Linked DNA regions of Sus scrofa: region 2 is linked to region 1. Evidence: chromatin contacts called from public promoter capture Hi-C data. All regions are on one chromosome and are shown on one strand. The core of a region is the stretch at or near the end of the contact, and the rest is flanking DNA. Distances in the headings are between cores, read along the strand shown.

Region 1 (4,855 bases), core at 736-3,235:
CCTTAGAACAAAATCCCAGAAGAGGGATTACTGATCCAAGTGTTGTGATCATTTTAAGGGATTTTTATTGTTGGCTCATCCTGCCAAATTCATGTTCAGGAATTTTCAGATAATTTATGTGCTTTGAACAGAGTCATTACCAGCCAGATTTCTGTCTGTATTTGAACATTATCTTTTTTTTTTTTTTTTTGTCTTTTTGCTATTTCTGGGGCTGCTCCTGCGGCATATGGAGGTTCCCAGGCTAGGGGTTGAATCAGAGCTTAGCCACCGGCCTACACCAGAGCCACAGGAACTTGGGATCCGAGCCGAGTCTGCAACCTACACCACAGCTCAAGGCAACACCAGATCCTTAACCCACTGAGCAAGGCCAGGGATCAAACCAGAAACCTCATGGTTCCTAGTTGGATTCGTTAACCACTGAGCCATGATGGGAACTCCTGAACGTTATCATCTGAAACTGATTTCTAATCTGTTAAAACAAACTAAAAAAGTAACTTCTTTTAATTTGAATATCTTTGGTGAGTAGGACCTTGACAGTTTCTCAGCGGTTTCTTCAAATAGTAGTTCTCCACTGAGCTCTGTTCCTGGGTTATTTCTTTTCTCCTTTACTGATTTTTTTTTTTTTTTAAGGGACACACCTGCAGCATATGGAGGTTCCCAGGCTAGGAGTCCAGTTGGAGCTGTAGCCACCAGCCTACGCCAGAGCCACAGCAATGTCAGATCTGAGCAGCATCTGCAACCTACACCACAGCTCATGGCAACACCAGATCCTTAACTGGCCGCTCAAGGCCAGGGATCAAACCAGCAACCTCATAGTTGCTAGTTGGAATCGTTGCCCCTGCGCCACACTGGGAACTCCTCCCCTTCACTTATGTTTTGATACTTCCTTTTTCATTAGGCTCTTACCATTTCTGGAATCTGTTTGTAGTCTGTTTCTTGGCTAGCACTGAGTCACTGCAGTAACTTTACAATTTGTCGTGAAGGGAAATGATAACTGGTTTTGGCTATTTATTCTTTCAGGTGAAGTTAGAATTATTTTAAAATCTCAAGAACCATCCTGCTAACACTGCAGTAAACATATATGTTAATTTGTTAGAACCGGGGCATAGTCAGCTTTCTCGACTGGAACCGAGACCCCACAGTCCTGGGTCCCTCTCTTTAGATGGTGAGCCCTTTCGTTTGGTGTCCGAAGTGGGGAGAGGTCCATCAAGCGACTCCTAAAACAGGGCCGCGGCCCCGGGCCCACCCCATCCCCTGCCAACAGTCTGGGTCTGGTGGGTTGGTCTGGGTGCTTCGCTTGACCCTGGGGGCTTGCGAGGGGCTGCGGCCACCGGAAAAGTCTGGCCGAGCACGGCGAGTGGCGACCTCCGCGCCCTCTGAACAGGTACGGCCGGCGCTGCTGCGCTGGGCCGCCGGGACCGGGGATAGGCGAGGGGGTTTCTTTTCTCCGGACGCTGACGGCCAGGCCAGCGGGCCGGACCACGCCGTCTGCAGCCCGCAGCTGCGCGGTGACGCTGGCCGCCAGCGGTGTACAAGGAGCCGGGCTGAGAAGGAGTAACTAACGCGGGGCTGCCAGGGGTCAGGGTCAGGCTCAAGGCGGGGTCGGCTCCGTGTTCGGGGGCTGGCCGTGGGCCTGTAAGTGCCGAGACCCCCTTCGGTGGGAGCGCAGCCCCGACGTTCCGAGACTGAGGTCGCGGCTGACCCCGCACCTGAGGAGGTGCAGTCGAACGCAGGAGGTCTGGGTCCTGCTCCTCCCGCGCCCCTCCTCTACGGCGCCGTCGTGCGGCACAAGCCCCGCCCCGGTTCCGCCCCCGACACTCAGGCCCCGCCCCCGCCCCCGCCCCGCCGCTCGCCCATTCAGATGTGGGTCAGGGGTGAGCGGGCGGCGCCGACGTCACAAGCTTCCAAGATGGCGCCAGGCGGGCGACTGTGAGCGGCGCTCGGGCGCGCGGGGCGGAGAGCCGGGCCGGCGGCGGGCGGACGGGGCGGGCGCGGGCGGCGCGGCGGCGCCGAGGACGAGGCCGCGGGAGGGCTGGCCGGCCGGCGGGCAAGCGCCGCCGCCGACGCACACGAGGTGAGGTGCGCTGGGCTTGGGGCGCGGGCAGTGGGCGGCGGGCGCGCCCCCGGGTAGAGGGGCGTGGGCGGGCGCGCGCTCGGCGACGTGGGGCTGCGCGCGTGGGAGGGGGCGGGACCCCCGGCCTGCCGGCCGCTGGCTGTACTGCCTGTGGCGCTTCGCGCTTTGTGGTCCCCGCATGTTGGGCGGGCAGCGGGGTCCGGGTACAAAGCCTCCGGCCGCGCGGGTGTGCGGCGTGGGGACGGCGGGCGGGCGCCGGCTCTTTGTGCCTTTTCTTCAGTGGTCTAATCCGAGCAGTGTCCGGGAGCGGCGCTGCCTGACAGGCGGGCTCCCATTATTCTGGAGGCCGTGCGCCTGCCGCCGCCCCTCACAGGGGGTTTCGCGGTTTCCACAACTGTGGCCCCGCTCCGTCCGCGTCCCTTCCCTGCCCCCTCCCCGCGGGAGGACGGCTGCGCGCGGGCAGGGCAGGGGCAGGCCTGGAGGGGCCGCTCCCCGAGGTCCGGGCCTGCGTCTGGTGGGCTCGCTGCCCTGCCCCCAGATCTCTCCCGTAGGCAGCGGCTTGGCAGGAAGAGAGATGGGCTTGGGGGAGGGGGTCTCTGGCAGGGGGAGGGAGCTGAAGGGCCCCAGCTTGTCACTCTCTGTTTATCTACTGAGCTGGTTCATATTCACTCTGGCTTAGTTGGGGTGGGGGGAGGCGGGGATGCCTCTCCCCGGGGGGTGGCGACTTAAAGAGGAGGGAACGTGGTCCGATAATGCTCCCTGCGGCCCCACCCAGAACAGCGTGGTACTGCCTGGGGAAGGGAGCCCAGTGAGGATCCGGATGGGCCGGAACGGTTTTGAAGTTATTTATCGGTGTTTCTCCTGTTCACCTCAAGTGTCTTTTCTAGTAAGAGTGGCCAAGCACATCTGGAAAGCTAGGTTCCCCCCCGCTCCCAGCAGGAGGAGTGTAACCCAGGGAGGCCACCCCTCTGACATATGTGGTGGTGGGGGGGAGGGGCAGAGCCTTGCCCATAGGAATCCTGTGGCTGTAAGATTGTTGACTGATGTGAGGATAGCTGTGCCTCTTGTGCTTGGGGGAGGGGGAGAGCTGGCAGGTAGCGGAGGGGCCTCCAGAGCTCTAGGCTGAACTTGGGGCTGTTCCCCAGGGACCCTGGCTGAAGGGATGGAGCTGGGTCGCCCAAACCCAGGACCTTTCTGGAGCTGGCATTTATTGCTTCCTGGCTCCTGGCTTTACTTCTTCCCCTCTGTTCCCATCTGCCAGCGTCTGGACTCCCTGGGCCTTTCAGCAGACATTTTCAGGAGCACAGGCCATGTGGCCGGTCTGTAGCCCTGGCTCAAGGAGCTGGCGTAAGCTCAGCAGAGCAGGGCCGCTGGAGTGGTCTGAAAAAAAAAAAAAAAAAAAAAAAATAGCAGATGGGCCGGCCTCAGGCTGGCCTCCAGAGACAAAGCTGTGTGGTGAGATTGCTGGTTTAGTGGCCTCTTAGCACCGAAGGGGGGCTGGGGGGATGGGAGGCGGATACTTGGGGGCCGAAGCGAGTCCTTTGGCCATGGAGTGGGTTGCCTTCCCTGCCTGTGAGTGAACCGGTGTGTGTGGTTGGGCTTATTATGAAAACCTCTAGATCCCATGGTCAAGGAGGAGCCTAGGAAGCCTGGGAGGGGGTTTCCCACCTGGCCGCCTGCCTTGGGGTTTGCACTCCCAGGTTGCTTTCCTTTGGCTCCTGGCTTCCTGCAGGCCAGTTTTGGGGTGTAGCTGAGTGCTCATTGCCCAGCTTCCCTGGCCATTTGACTTGAGTGCTGTTGTGTACCCAGGATTTCTCCTGCAGTGTTTTCTTGCCAGTTGTTGGGACTTGTAGATTAGTCACTCAGCTTTTACAAGCGATTCCTGAAAAGAAAAATCTCCCTCTGGTTGTAGGCCCTGAGTGGAGGAAGCAGCAGCCTGAGGGATCCAGGCCTTTAATTAAAGCAAAACCGAAATGATTGTTGCAGTTGCTGGAGGGAGAGGAGGAGATGCAGGTGGGGTGGAGGCGATGTGCCCTGTCCTGTAGCGAGGTACCTGCCGGGGACAGGTAGGCAACATCCCCTTCTCTCTGCCTGGTCTTGGACAGCAGCCCAGCCTCCTCCACAAGCTGCGGTCCTGGATTAATCCTCACGTAGTGTTTTCTTTCCATAGATCAGATTTCTCATTTTGTTAATAAGCACAGTCTCCAACCCACTTGAAGTCAGCTGTCGTGGACTCAGCAACAGGGTTTTGCATTATTGAGCTGACAGGCCTGCTGCCTTCCCAGAGTCCTTATTGTCTGCCAGGGTTGGACCTGGGGGGTGGGGTGAGGTGGGGGCAGTGCCTTTTCTTCGGCAGTGCGCCCCCAGAGAGGGCTGTCAGGGCAATTCTTCAGAGCCAGGAGTGAGGAGGGAATAAAGTTCAGTTTACCCAGGGGACCTGCAGCCCTGCCCTTTTGCAGTCAGCCCCACCCCACAGCTCGCCTGCCTGGCCCACGGGGGCTGAGGGCCACTGCCCCCAGGACCCAATCACTGGAGGGCAGGGGCTCTCAGTTCTGGCTGCTTCTGCAGAGAAGAAACCAAAAGTCTGGTTCCTCCTGGCCCTCTGAGACTGAGTGAGGGGGTTCTCCTGGCAGGCAGTGAGAGGGGGCCTGGGCTCAATGCTGTTTACTCTCCCTGTGACCTTGGACAGTGATGGACTCTTTGAGCCTTAGTGTCCCCATTTCTAAAATGGGAACAGAACTAGAGTTTACATTCATGTATAGCTGCTCTGCAGAGCTCAGC
Region 2 (5,180 bases), core at 1,396-3,895, 320 kb after region 1:
CACACAGCAGGAGCTCAATCAGCACTTCTAAAACATGTACACACATAGACTGATGCACAGTGTTGACTGCAAACATGTACTTTAACCCTTCACTTAGCCCAAGCTTCTGGGGAGGTGACCCCAAGTAGATGTGCCCTGTGATCCTGCCAGGCACACAGCCCCAGAAATGGGCTGCAAGCCACTTGTGGCTCCTTAACTTTCTAGGAGCCACATTAAAAAGAAAGAAACAGAAAATTAACTTCAATACTTTAATTTACTCGAAAGACCCCAATACATCATTGCAGCCTGTAATCAGCAAGAAAATTATCCATGAGGTGTCTGTTCCCATCTGGTGCCAATGCCTGCCAGTGCTGGCATGTGGTGTGCACACCATACTCCACCTTCCCCTTTCTGGGGCACTTTTTTTTTTTTTTTTTTTTTTTTTTTTTTAGCTGCACACACAACACGTGGAAATTCCTGGGCCAGAGAACCAGGGACCAAACCCAGGTTGCTGCAGTGACCACGCTGGATCCGTAACCCACTAAACTACAAGAGAACTGCAGGTCTTTTTAAAATGTGTGGTTTCCCTCAACTTCAACAAAAAACACATAACTGAAGCTAACTTCACTCAGAGACTGTGTCCTCTCTGAGATAAGCATCACCCCACTGTACTCGGAGCAGAAACAACCTCTCTGTGCTGGACAGCCAGGCCCCTAAGTGGGTTCCAGCCTTTGATCTGGAGCAACCTCACCCTAATTTTGTGGGAGGCCCAAGGCCAACTGGCCTGAACATTCCCATTCCACCCCTCAGCAGCCTAGGCCACCAAGGTGCCCCCCAGTCAATCAGTACTCACTCTGACAAGGTTCCTTACTTTTTCCACCCCAGATCCTGCCATTACCCAGGGGACCAGAGGTCTGTGTGGACAATGACCTGCAGCCCCAGAGAGCTCTAGCTCATGGCTGGCCTCTGCCTCTTCCTGCACAGCCCTTCACCTGCCCTCTATCCCCACTGGGCACCTCCCCAGGGGCTCTGTGTCCTCATACTTGGGTGGGTGGCTGCCCAGACCAGCAGGACCCAAAGCCAGAGCCCTCAAGTAGAAACAACTCTGTGGGGCCCAGCGCCCCATGCCTCTCCTGACCCTGGCCTGGGGCTTTGCCACCTCCAAGCCCTCTGTGGTGCTCCCAGCCCTGCACCCAACACACCTGCTGCCCAAACCCTCCTCCCTCTCCCTCCCACCAGGCCCCAGCTCAGGCCCTGCCCCCACCCTGCTTAGCCCTTGCTGCACTAGCTAAGCCAGTGCTGTCCTCCACAATTGGATGGGCTGCACTGTCCTCTGCCTTTGCCACTGTCTGTCTGGCCATCTCCCTCACTGGACCAAGAGCCAGTCCACCTTGCAGCCCCACTATGCCCTCAGCACTGAGTGGGCCTGGTACCCTGTCACTAAGCCAAGGAGCAGCAATAGAAGTTCTCTGCCCTGGTCTTTCCCTCCCTCTGCAAACTCGCCTTTAGTCCACCTGCCTCTCGGCTCCTCCTCTGCTCCCCTGGCCCAAGCTCCAAGCATACCTGGAACAGCAAGGTGGGTGATATGGGGAGGGGCACCCATGGGATCTCACACCCTCATAGACAGCTGGCTCTGGGCCCCCAGCCTCACCGTGCCTGGAGGGCACCCCCAGCTCAGGAACCAGGGAGAAGAAGGGACCCATGGTCTGACCTCCCAGGCAGCAAGTCCAGGGGGTGACAGTATCTAAGAATGCAGGTGTCCCTCTCACCTCAGGCTTTACTCTCCACAGCGCGAACTGTCCCTTCCCCGACCCTCAGGTGTCCTCCCCTGGGGCCAGGGCACCTCCGCAGAGCACACAAGTCATACCGGTAGTTAGCCTCTGGGAAGAGGGAGGTTGGGCCCATCACTGCTGTCACTAAGCTGCATGGTGGGATGGCCAGCCAGGTCCTGCTCTTGCAGCTCAATGCTGCTCTAGCTTTCTGGGGGCCATGGTAGTTTCCGTGGAAACAGGAGAGAGCACCAACCCCCAGAGATAAACTAATAAACGCAACCTTCAAAAGGAGAGAACAGGCAGCAAGAGAACCGGAGGGAACCGGGGGGCCCTGGAGAGAGAGGCGAGTGCGAGGCAGCTGGGCCGTGGAGCAGAATCGGAGAGGCCGCAGTCTGCCGGGCCGAGGAAAAGGAGGGCCTTGCAGGGGGGGTACAGTTCTTGGCAGAGAGAAAGGAGGCCTCTGGAGGTCGGAGAGAGACACAAAGAGAGCAGACAGTGTACATCAGTGAGGAGGCCTGCACTCCAGCACTCAAGGCCTCTCAGAATGGGGGCACAGTGCCTGGGGCCCTGGCGCTCCCACCCACAGGGCCTGACTGCCCCTCCACCCAATATCAGCCCCTTCTCAGGGTGTTTCTGGCCAAGGTTCTGCTGCCTTTCAGAGGGTTTCTAAAAATTGGGAGCAGAAGTGACAAGCAAGGAGAGTAAGAGCTCCACCACGTCACCCTGGTCACCAGCACTTGCTCATTTCTCAGCCATGACGGTCCAGACTGAGGTCCATCTGCAGCCCCAAGGATGGAAGCTTAGCTGTTGGGACTCCTGGGCAGGACTTGGGCCGGGTAGGGTGCAGACAAGGGGGCGCAGGAAGGTCTCTTCAGTTGAGGCGACAAGTGCCACGAGAACAGGAACCAAAGCCACTTTGTTTCCATGTTCATGGGATGAAGACAGGAATGCAGAGGTGGCAAGACGCCAGTGTACACAAGTCCCAGAGGAGGCCTGGTCTGCTTTGGCCACCCATCCTGCATCTACCTGATCTGGATGTGCATCCTCGAAGGTGGTAGCAAAGTTGAAGCTGGGGACAGGAGCCCAAAGGGCCAGCCCTTGGAGCAGTCCCGGGACAAAAGCAACAGAAAAGCCTGGCTACTCAGGGCTAAGCAAGCCCCGATGTGCCAGGCACTGCCCACCTCCCGCTCCCGCCCTACACCCGCCGCCCAGGCCCAGCTCTGACCTCGGGTCTCAGGCACGCTGGTCGTGGGCAGGGGCACGGCCACGGGGTCTTGGGGCTCGCTCGCCAGCCGCTGCCCAGCGCACATGGACTTCAGCATCTGGAATACGGCGAGGGGCGCCACGTTCAGCTTTAGCAGGTCCACCAGGATCCTAGAGAGAACAGACCCGGCGCGCGGTGAGCCTTCCTCGCCCGGGCCGTCAGTCCCCCGGAACCCCGAAACCCGACTCCGCCGCGCGCTCACTTGAACACTTCGGGGTCCATGGCGCCGCCCGCAGCCTGAGCCAGCTCGAACAGCTCCGTCTCCTCGGCGCTCAGCACCTTCTTCCGCCGCAGCGCCAGCTTCTGTAGGGCCGCTTCCAGCCCTGGTGGCGCCCCCGGCCCGGGCCCCGCGCCTGGCGCCGCCATCTGCTTGCGGCTGGGTCCCCCACCCGGTACAGCCCCGCCGCGCCCCCTACCGGCCCGCCGCGCCCTCCTCTCCCAGCAGCTCCCCTGCCATCCGGCGCTCAGATCCGGGCCCGGGCGGCGCCGGGCGTTGGAAGGAGACCCGCTCTTCGGCGACTGGTCTTCTCTACGCTCTCACGGCGGTGACGGCATCCAGAGTATCTCACGCTGGCATACCGTGGGCGATCAATAAATGCCCGTTGGACCCAGAGTGTACTGTTTCGCGCCGGGTCCGGTAGGAGGCGCGCCTCTAGGCAGTAACGCACAGGCCTTACGTGCACGCGCGCTCTTTTCCTAGGTGGGCGCCCCCTTGCGGTCCCATAAACCCACGGGACTACACTTTGCGCACGCGCCTTTTAAAGAAGCAGCCCAAAGAGAAAGCGGCGCTTTTCCCGTTTGTAAAGGGGAGGTGACGCCACGCGCAGCTTGATGACGACATTTCGGCGCCGGTTCGCCGAATGGCGGCCTCCATCCCTAAAGCGAGCGACCCTGTGGGTCTCTCAGGTGAGTGGCGGGAGTCGCGCGTGGTCTATCCCAATTACCTGGCGGCCACCTAGACCCTCTGCCCGAGCCGTCTCCGTTCCTACGCGAGCCCCGGGCCTCGGGCTGGGCCGGCCGGGAGCCGGGGCCCAGCTGCGCCTTCCCGCGCGCCCCGACCTTGTGGGCGCTCGGTTAACGTTCGCTGAACGAAGTGGAGCGGGGAGAGCCTGCGGCTCAGCGAGCGGTGTGGAGAGAGCAGGGGTGGATCCCGGCTCTATCTTTCCTCCCCGTGTGGACTGGCTTTGCGGAGACTTGGGTTCCTTGTCTGTGACATGAGGGCCCAGATGCTCCCTTGTCATGAGCAGCAGATGGGAGCACGCCTTTCTTCCAGCGCGCGGGCAGAGGGAGGCCCTGGCAAGACTGGCGCTACTGGCGCTGCGGGTCCCAGGAGGAACCCTGAAACCAGGTCGGGATCCTCTCTTGAAGGCAGCGAGGGCGGAGGTGGCGGGGGCGAAGTTCAGGCTTGGTGCACGGCGCAGAGGGACGCAGCAGCGAGAACCGGGGCGGAGAGACGCTCCTCTCTCCCCGAAACACCCTGATTGGGCGCCTAGGACTCATTCCTTCAGCCGCTGCCTCTGCAGACTGTGAGCAAGGAGCTAATTTCACCTTATCATCTCCAAACCTCTGCCCTTTGCAAACAGTTCAGGGTTTTATTCTGCTTTGGTCATTTTGGAATAGTGCACAATGTTCTCTTGACCACTTGGTTCAGGGCTTAAGCATTTTGTCTTCCTTGAAACGGAAACTGATAGCTAGTTTAATTAAGAGTTGAACAGACTCGGTGTTACCGAACTCAGGTTGGGCTGCTCACACTGCTGGAAAGCCAAAAGTGTTGGTAGAAAGGAAGGCTGGCACCCGGGGAGAAGACCAGCTGGTGTCCCAGGACCAATTCTTTAAGATTCTTGACAGGGGGAGTTCCGTCGTGGCGCAGGGGTTAACGAATCCGACTAGGAACCATGAGGTTGCAGGTTCGGTCCCTGCCCTTGCTCAGTGGGTTAATGATCTGGCGTTGCCGTGAGCTGTGGTGTAGGTTGCAGACGCGGCTCGGATCCCGCGTTGCTGTGGCTCTGGCGTAGGCCAGTGGCTGTGGCTCCGATTCGACCCCTAGCCTGGGAACCTCCATATGCCACGGGAGCGGCCCAAAGAAATAGCAAAAAGACAAAAAAAAAAAAAAAAAAAAAAAAAAAAAGCTTCTTGACAGTTGTTAAGAGGAAAAAAGGAGTTCC

Evidence for each region. Promoter capture Hi-C pulls out the DNA fragments that hold promoters and counts their contacts.
Region 2: a contact with region 1 is called in a promoter capture Hi-C map of fetal skeletal muscle, with 2.7 times the contacts expected there. The contact joins the promoter of SMPD4 here to the promoter of HIC2 in region 1. A contact is called at or near these places in 1 of 5 promoter capture datasets (fetal skeletal muscle) and 1 of 2 datasets of contacts at active chromatin or transcription factors (alveolar macrophages).

The regions. Positions count from the first base shown.
Region 1 is chr14:50,345,590-50,350,444 of Sscrofa11.1, forward strand. HIC2 (hypermethylated in cancer 2 protein) reads left to right here and starts at 1,986. Exons shown (of 4, transcript XM_021072792.1): 1 at 1,986-2,079.
Region 2 is chr14:50,660,843-50,666,022 of Sscrofa11.1, forward strand. It overlaps SMPD4 (sphingomyelin phosphodiesterase 4), which reads left to right and starts at 2,646. Exons shown (of 19, transcript XM_001929589.6): 1 at 2,646-3,921. The coding sequence starts at 3,847. LOC100153925 (mitotic-spindle organizing protein 2B) reads right to left here and starts at 3,707. Exons shown (of 3, transcript XM_001929600.2): 1 at 3,218-3,707; 2 at 2,977-3,125. The coding sequence starts at 3,381.